Regions from separate parts of the Mus musculus genome. Here region 2 is linked to region 1. A link is a contact called in public promoter capture Hi-C data. All regions are on one chromosome and are shown on one strand. The core of a region is the stretch at or near the end of the contact, and the rest is flanking DNA. Distances in the headings are between cores, read along the strand shown. Region 1 holds the start of Spata17 (spermatogenesis associated 17). Region 2 holds the start of Ptpn14 (protein tyrosine phosphatase, non-receptor type 14).

What was found. Promoter capture Hi-C pulls out the DNA fragments that hold promoters and counts their contacts.
Region 2: a promoter capture Hi-C map of pre-B cells shows a contact between it and region 1, with 4 times the contacts expected there. The contact joins the promoter of Ptpn14 here to the promoter of Spata17 in region 1. A contact is called at or near these places in 4 of 39 promoter capture datasets (the 3T3-L1 cell line, frontonasal cranial neural crest, hippocampal neurons and 1 more).

Annotation. Positions count from the first base shown.
Region 1 is chr1:187,213,634-187,217,776 of GRCm38.p6, forward strand. Spata17 (spermatogenesis associated 17) reads right to left here and starts at 1,813. Exons shown (of 10, transcript NM_028848.3): 1 at 1,537-1,813. The coding sequence starts at 1,652. It overlaps Gpatch2 (G patch domain containing 2), which reads left to right and starts at 1,878. Exons shown (of 10, transcript NM_026367.4): 1 at 1,878-2,043. The coding sequence starts at 1,991.
Region 2 is chr1:189,726,785-189,730,777 of GRCm38.p6, forward strand. Ptpn14 (protein tyrosine phosphatase, non-receptor type 14) reads left to right here and starts at 1,484. Exons shown (of 19, transcript NM_008976.2): 1 at 1,484-1,880.

The DNA.
Region 1 (4,143 bases), core at 563-3,062:
AAGGGATTACACTGAAGGCTGATGCGGAGGACCACACCCCAGCAGCCATCAGTCCTGTTGTGGGTAGCACTATAGATCAGAATATCTATACCACTACTGCTGCTCGGGACACTTCTTCCCAGGTAGTGCAGTATTTAAATACACAGGCTCTATAGCTGAGTGTGATCCCTGAGTGACCTATTTCCTTTAACAGCCCACCTAACACATTCGGGCCCTCTGGATGCCAGCTAGCAGAAGGGAAACCAGCAGCTCAGTTTTGACTTAGAGCGAGCGCATCACAATTCCGTTCTCAATGTCTGCTCCACAATAGCATGAAGGAGTCAACTTGTCCCCACTGCACACTGAGGTCATGAACAAGCAGGAGCCTGCCACATAACTCTAAATGAATACTATATGATCTCTGAATGTTAAGTATAAGAATTCCATTGCGCAATGGCTATGCTTATTTAAAGATGATTAATTGGAAGCTTCGGTAATGTGATTATTCACTAAATAACTGTTGTAGCTATTCCATTTCAGGAAGCAAGACAGTACAGGCTGAAATAATGGTTAAACTAAGAGGCAAGAAAAAAAGCAACATTGGCCTACTTCTAGCAAGAAAATCCATAGTTTCTCACAAAAGTTACAAGATTGAATTATCACTGTAGTTGCTAGAGGTTCACGATGAAATAGCAAAACTATAGTTGAGATGTATGTTAGGATAAGAATAGCTTATCAGGACTTTCTCACACTGACTTGGTCACTGCTGGTCTGCTATAATTTATCACACTTTTTGTAATGTACTTTTTGTGATTCCTTCTAAGTTTTGAAAACCACTGGGCCATTGCTTCTAGTTTCAATGTCCCCTTTTCATGGAGAGGAAGTTTAGGTGTGGGGGGTGAGAATGCTGCCTTAGCTCTTGCCCATTTACTGTACCAATTATCTTGTCACAATGGTATAGAAACTTCACTTGGACAAATGAATCACAGATGAATTGAATTCTGTGATGTTTGTGAGATTAAGTGAAGCTCAAATTCCCATTTGGACATTGATATTCTGAATTCATGGAACTACCTGGGTAAGCCTGGTTAACGTTAATTAGGCCACTAGACCTACATTGTATAAAATAGGTTTCACCAAACCAAATTTCTCAGTGATTATTTTAAAATGTCGAAAAAAAAAAAGCCCCACAAAACAAAACAGTATTTTGAGGAAGACTCCCAAATGTTGCCCAGGGCAGCCTTGAATTTTCTGTGTTGCCCAGGCTGGACTGGACTCACAGTCATCCTCCTGCCTGTTTCCCCAGTCGGGGTTTACTTCATTTAGGGCGGCCCTTAATAATTCTCTATTCTGGGATCTTCCTTAGAGAATATTAACTTATTAATGACTTGTCAATGTATATATAATCCACTTGTGATTGATTATATATATATATATATATAAACTTCTGATCATGTTTGAATCCCCATGGGGAGAAGAAGAATTTAGAATTATTTCCTGAATTAAGTAATTTGTTAACAGTAAACATCTTCTGAGACCCCTCTCTTCACTACTCACCGGTTCCTAAAGTAGTACTGACTTTCTAGAAAGGGTGCCCGCGCCAGCAGCTTGGCTAAAGTAGCCATGTCCTTCAACTCCTGGAGTTCACCAAAATTGTTACTATTAGTCTCCATGGCAACTGGGCTGAACCAAGGTCACTTCCGACTTATCGGCCTTTCCTTTCACTCTGTTTCAGTTTCAAGCAACTGGACAGAGAAATCGGATTTGTACACGTGAGACCAGACTTGAGTCGACTCGCCCCTTTCTCCTGGAATTTCGAGCTGCTGATGGGAAGGGTCAGGGTAGGCTAAGGTGAGCGAATGGTCGCTTCCGGTTTCCGGTTTCCGCCTCCAGCCGGCTTCCGGAAGTTGCTCTCAAAATGCTGAAGTCCTGTGTGGAATTGGCCGGGGCTGCGGGAGTTGGAGTCGGTCCTCGGGCCTGAGCCTCGAGGCCGCGCTCCCGGGTGTCGTTGATGTTTGGGGCCGACGGGCGCCCAGCGATCGGAACCGCCGCCGGGAAGAGCTGGTGAGCCCGGCGGGCGGTTGGGAACGGGGCGAGCGAGCCGGCGAGCAGCTCGCGGGGCTCCGGGTCAGAGACGGCCGTGCACCAAGTTTCTTCAGGCCGCGTTCCCGTTGTCCCTGCCAAACCGGCCACATTGTACTAGATTCCGTGGTTGACAAGATCACAGAAATTCCCAGTCCCAGAAGTTTCTTAGTAGCAGAGACACCAGGCTCTTGTACTCCCTGCGCAGCTCGGTTCGTGTAAAGCCTAGAAGTTTTCCACCGCCCTGGAGGCTCTGTCCTAGTTTATGGGAAAGGGGCGTTTTCCAGTAGCCCCAGGTTGGAATTTGTCTTTAGGGTACCCTGGTCCACTGCTGTAAGTTTCCAAACTGCTTTCGCAAATCACACTTGATCTTTAATGACATCCCTGCTGTAGGAGACTCGCAGGTACAGAAAATTTAAGAGGCAAAGTTGTCCTGTGCCCCTGAGTACCAGAGATGATAGCTCAGTTTTGGATTTTCTAGTTGAAAACCCTGGTCGCCCAACCTCCACCCCCACCCCCACCCCCCGTTTGTTCCAACGCTTTTCAGAGAAACGTTAGTGTAACAAGAAAGTAGATGTCTTGCGGTCCATCTTGAAACATAAAAATCTGACCAGTAAGTCAAGAACTGTGATTTTTAAAGTTCCTGCCAGTGGGCTGTGATGTCTGATTGTTTAGCATCACCGATAACTGAAAAGTTAAAAGAATATCTTAGGTCAGATGGCTTATTTGGTTCCTCTCTAGAGACCATTTCTAACCAGTGTTGTTTTTCTTGTAGCTTTTAAGTTCTCACGATTTTCAGTTAGAATACTAGGAGAAGCTTTTTATTTTTTTTTTTTATTTTTATTTTTATTTTTTTAAAGATTTATTTATTTATTATATGTAAGTACATTGTAGCTGTCTTCAGGGATACCAGAAGAGGGAGTCAGATCTTGTTACGGATGGTTGTGAGCCACCATGTGGTTGCTGGGATTTGAACTCTGGACCTTCGGAAGAGCAGTCGGGTGCTCTAACCCACTGAGCCATCTCACCAGCCCAGGAGAAGCTTTTTAAATGAGCAATTGTAATTGTTGCACTCAGCTTGGAACAAGAGACGCAGGTCACAATGCACTAGTTTTTCTTAGCTTTGGCAGTTGTACATGTGGTAGGAACCACCACAGAAAACAAGATAAAGGAACTTCCCTACATCCTGGTGTTTCCTCTAAAGTGTACTTAATGCTTCAATGTTCAGAGCCTGGTAAGGAACGGAAGTGTTCAGTAGATTGGTCTGGTCCTAATAGAAAGGAAGTCATTTGTGTGCTAGTTGACATAAACACACAAACCAACCGGTGACCCCATTTATTCTTCATTGTGCTTTCTGTCTCCTATCATGCATAGATAGCGCTGTGTATTACTGGCTATTACTTGACGCGCTATTACTCTAAACTGGAGTTACTTGCAGTAGTGTTTTTACTTGCTAAACAACTCATCTTTTGTAATGAGTGAGACCAGAATATCATTAGCACCTATCAGCTGGTGCTTTTGAAAGAAAGTCTTAAAATGAGTCAGTCTCTCTCTCTCTCTCTCTCTCTCTCTCTTTGGTTTTTTTTGAGACAGGGTTTCTCTGTGTAGCTCTGGCTGTCCTGGAACTCATTCTGTAGAACAAGCTGCCCTTGAACTCAGAAATCTGCCTGCCTCAGCCTCCCAAGTGCTGGGATCAAAGGTGTGTGCCACCACTGGCCACCTTAAAATGAGTCTTAACTGTCCGAAGAAGCGTGTTACACAAAACCAGGACCTTTCTTTTCTAGTTAGTGTGCATGCCAGTCCACTGTTGTCTTCCCCTCCTGCCTTCCCTTCTTCACCAGCAATCTCCCTTTCCTCTTGGCTCTCTTTCCCTTTCTGAGGCTGAATTTTGCTCTATAGCCCAGGCTGATTTCCTCCTAGAAGTTGTCCTGTCTCAGCCTCCCCAGTACAGGAACTACAGGCACGTGCTGCCTTGCCCAGGCTTTGATATTTCTTAATACAGTTTTTTTGTTTCATTCTTTGAAATGCCTTTCACGATTCTTTTATCCAGGTTGTGAAATCCCCATGCTATTGGCTGTTGCT
Region 2 (3,993 bases), core at 234-2,733, 2.5 Mb after region 1:
CACTGAGCCTTGACATAAAGCTATTCCTGAAGGCTGGTTGGAAACTCCTCAAAGCCCTCTCCTTGATATTTTGAAAGACTCAGCCTCCTTTGCTTTCCATCCACCCCATTTTGCCCCCTCCACGCCCCCCCCCCCCCGTCCTCTTTTATTCTTCTTGGTTCTGTAGAAGAACACTCAGAAGCCAGTTATTAACAGACTTGCTCTGTGGGCACAGAGATCTTTCTTTCTTGTTTTGAGGTAGGGTCTTGCTATGTAGTCTAGGCCAGCCTCGAACTTGTGATTTTTCCTGTCTCTGCCTCCAGAGTTGGCATGAGCCATTTTGATAGGATAAGGCCTGGAAGTTTTGTGTCCCTTGCCTGTACAGTGAAGTAATTTAATGATATTTTGGGTGACAAGGACTTCAGGGTCCTTGAAAGGACTGGTCTTAAGATTTCAGGAAGAGAACAGATGCCAAGACATGCAAAGCACCTTAAAAATATAGGCAACTCCTTTCACTTCACAATTACTAAACCCAAGGATCAGGGGTAGGGGGCTGGGATCTTCCTGAGTTAACCACTGGGCCAGCAACTCCGCGGGGCCTAATACAGGTTTCCTTGCCCGGCCGAGTGCCTTTTCCATTACACTGGCTGCGCCTCAGTAACCCCACCTCCGAAAGTGCTAACGCAGTTCCCTCCCAGTGCCTACCCAGGCGGGGTGGGGCCCCCTCCGTGGCATGGAACAAACCGGGAAAACCACATATTCCAACTTCCAGCACACAAAGGCTGGTTGGCCGTGGGGGCGGGGTGGGAGGACCGGAGCTAAGACTCACTACTCAGAGATCCTAGGATTCTGAGGAGAGCTTCTAGATTGCCTTCTCAAGGAGGCCACCCTACTTTGTCCCGTGTCTCCTGGGCGGTGGCGGCATGGGGGCATCCTGCTTGGAGACCTCCCTCAAATAAATGGCCTGTTCTAGCTCCAGTGTCCCACCCCTTAGCTGCCCACGGAAATCTTGGAGGGACGGTCTTTTCCTTTCCTCTTTCCCCTCCGCCTCCTAAGCGTCACACAGTTTGGTTGATTTGGGTCATCGCCCCCTCTCCACTTCCAGTCTATCTCACTCCGGGCACTTTCCTTTAGTCCACCGTCCCACACCTTGGTAGGGAAAACGCGCTCCAAAGCTAGCCCATTAAAAGTGCACGACTTCTGCCCGGCCGGCCGAAGGAGCTCCCGCAGCCTGGCATTCCTCGGATTCCAGCGCTGTGACGTCCCTGGGGACCGTGCGCCCGCAGCGGGGGAGCCCGGGCTCCTCTTTTCAGCGCAGGGCGCGCGTCCCCGAGGCTGGCGCGCGCCCTCCCCGGACGCATTCCTGGCCCGCCCAGCGAGCGCCCCGCGCGCTCCCCGCCTCCTGGCCCCCAGCACTGCGGAGCAGAGCCCGGGGCGGGGGAGCGCGGCCAGCGGCGCCTGCTCGTCCCCTCCCACCCGGCCCCTTCCTCCGCCCTCCCCGGCCGCTCGCGCTTCCTGGCGCTCGGGCTCTCCGGAGGCTCAAGTTCTGCACAACTTCTCCCGGCTGCCCAGCGCCTCGGCCGCGGGCCCGGCCAGCTAGCTGCGCTCCTCGGCTCAGCCGTCTCGTCCACAGGGCAGGTCCTCGTGGAGCATCTGGTACCAAGTGGCCGCTGGCGGTCCCTCTCTGCGCCCCACCTCTCTGATCGCCCGGGTCCCCTCGCGTGGGACGGCGGTGCTTAGGTTCTTGGCCCTTTCTCCTCCCCGGTGCGCCCGGCGCGCCGGCCGCTGCGTAACCCTCCCTGCGCCCCTCCTCTGCCAGCTCCTGGAAGCCAGTGGTGGGGACCCAGACTCCCTGATGGTCAACGTGCGGCACCCGGGGCACTCCCGGGCCATGTAAGCAGGTAAGCTAGCCGGTCGGGAGCAGATACTCCAGGCAGAGCCAACTTCGTTCGCCGCCGGGGACGCCGGGATGCGCGGTGGGGGCGCCAGGTGGCCGGCCGCCGGTTCTCTTCGCTAGCAGTGCTCGCTCGTCCGGGATTGAGCTGGAAGGGGAGCGCGGTCTGGGACTCGGATTCAGCCAAAACATCGCCTCCAGCTCCTGTTGTGTTTGCGAGCAGGGGAACAGAGCGCAGAGCCCAAAGCTTGTCCTGTGCCTCTGTGGGCACTGGGTTTGTGAGGGGGTTCTTGTGCCCTCTCCCCAATACCTCAGCCTTGATACCAAACTCCTGAGTCTCTTGGCCCCGGCTTGGGTGATCCTTACAGGCGCGCAGGGAAAAATACCTTCATCTCAGACCAATCTCCAACTCGAACTTTGCAAGTTCTGAGAGTTAACAGCCCCTTTCCCACGTGACGCCACATCTAGTTTTAAATCTTTGGGAATGGTTTTCCTATCTTTTCTGGGAGGAATTGATGTGCGCTGTCACTATCCCGCTTTGCCCTTCTTCCTTTGGTTTGAGGAGATATTGGGGTCTTGAGTTTAGTTGGTTCACGGATTAGCTGGGTCCTACTTAGGCGAGTTCAGACTGCTGCTGAATGGGTGTATGTATGGTCAATTTCCAAAATGCGTTAATTTCTTGAAATGGATTTCCTCCCTCATTAATTCAACAAACTCAGTGGTGAGTCTTCCCCTGTGCTAAGAGATCACATTACAAGAGTCTGCAGCACCCTGCAGGCAGCCGTGGGCGGATGGGGACATGTGCTGTGAGAGAGGGGTTCTGAGACTCTTGGGAAGGCCAGGCCCTGGAGGAAAGGGGTTACCTTCGTTGAGGGAATGATGCTCAACTTAGGAGTGGTTGAGGGACCGCATTCCAGAGGAGGGAACAGCTTGGGCAAAGTGAGGGGCGCGGAGAGGGGCGTGCAGAAAGTCTTGGAGAGCGACCTGGTGGCTGGCTGGGCATGTATGGGCAGGTTGGTGCAATGTTGCTGGCATAGTTAGCCCCCACCCCAGCAGAAACGAAACCGGAAGTCTTTTACCCACTTCCCGTGACCAGGAGTAGCTTCCAAGGATCAAAAGCGTTCCCTTGGACATGTTCCCTCCCCTGATGTGTTTCCCACAGGGTTCTGTAGGGTGACAGGTGTTTAATTGTCGTTAATTTACCCATCCTTGGTTTTGTTAAAGTATCCCCGTGAGGACCATCCCACCCCACTACAGAACCTTGTCCTGAGAGCTTTTGACATGGGGAGAGCAGTTTGTGTCTTACAAGTGGAGTTTCCTCTTTGGTGCTGGGGACAGAACCTGGTCCAGGCCTCGTGCTCACCAGTCACCAGTGCTCATCCCTTTCCCAGATCCCTAACAGCTTTCTTCCCTAGCAGCACTCTTACCCGTGTGACTGTGTGGCTGGCACGTGGAGAATCAGTTGAAGGATGTGGCTATGTATCTCAGAATCACTGCTTTTAAAAGGAGTTTCCACCAGATAGCGGTGGCACACGCCTTTAATCCCAGCACTTGAGAGGCAGGCGGATTTCTGAGTTCGAGGCCAGCTGGGTCTACAGAGTGAGTTCCAGGACAGCCAGGGCAGGCTACACAGAGAAACCCTGTCTCGAAAAACTAAAAGAAAGAAGGAAAGAAACAAACAAACAAACAAAGAAGTTTCTGAGTTTCCGCAGCATCTTGAGGTTTTCTTTGCTCTCTCTGAACCTGTAGAAACCGAAATTTTCCATCCTTGTAACTCAGGGTCCAGCACACACTGCCTGCAGAGCTCCTCAGTGCAGGAGAGGTTGTCCACAGTCACCTCTCTGGGGGACTTGTTCACTGGGCTGAAGTGCATATTCCTAGTGGTCGGTCCTGGCTAAGACGCAAGGTCTCCAGCCTTCATGTATCTTAAGCTGCCGGAGCGGTTCCTTGCAATTTAGGGTGTTTATTCAGGACTCTCTCTCAGCCCAACTCCGATCCCAAGAGCAAGCATGTCCACGGTGGAAGATCTGGAATGTGTGTGGGACCTGCATGAGAGAAATGTGTGTCAACAGGCCGCTGCTTTGTGCTGCTTGGTCCCGGGTCTCCTCGAGGCGTTCTTC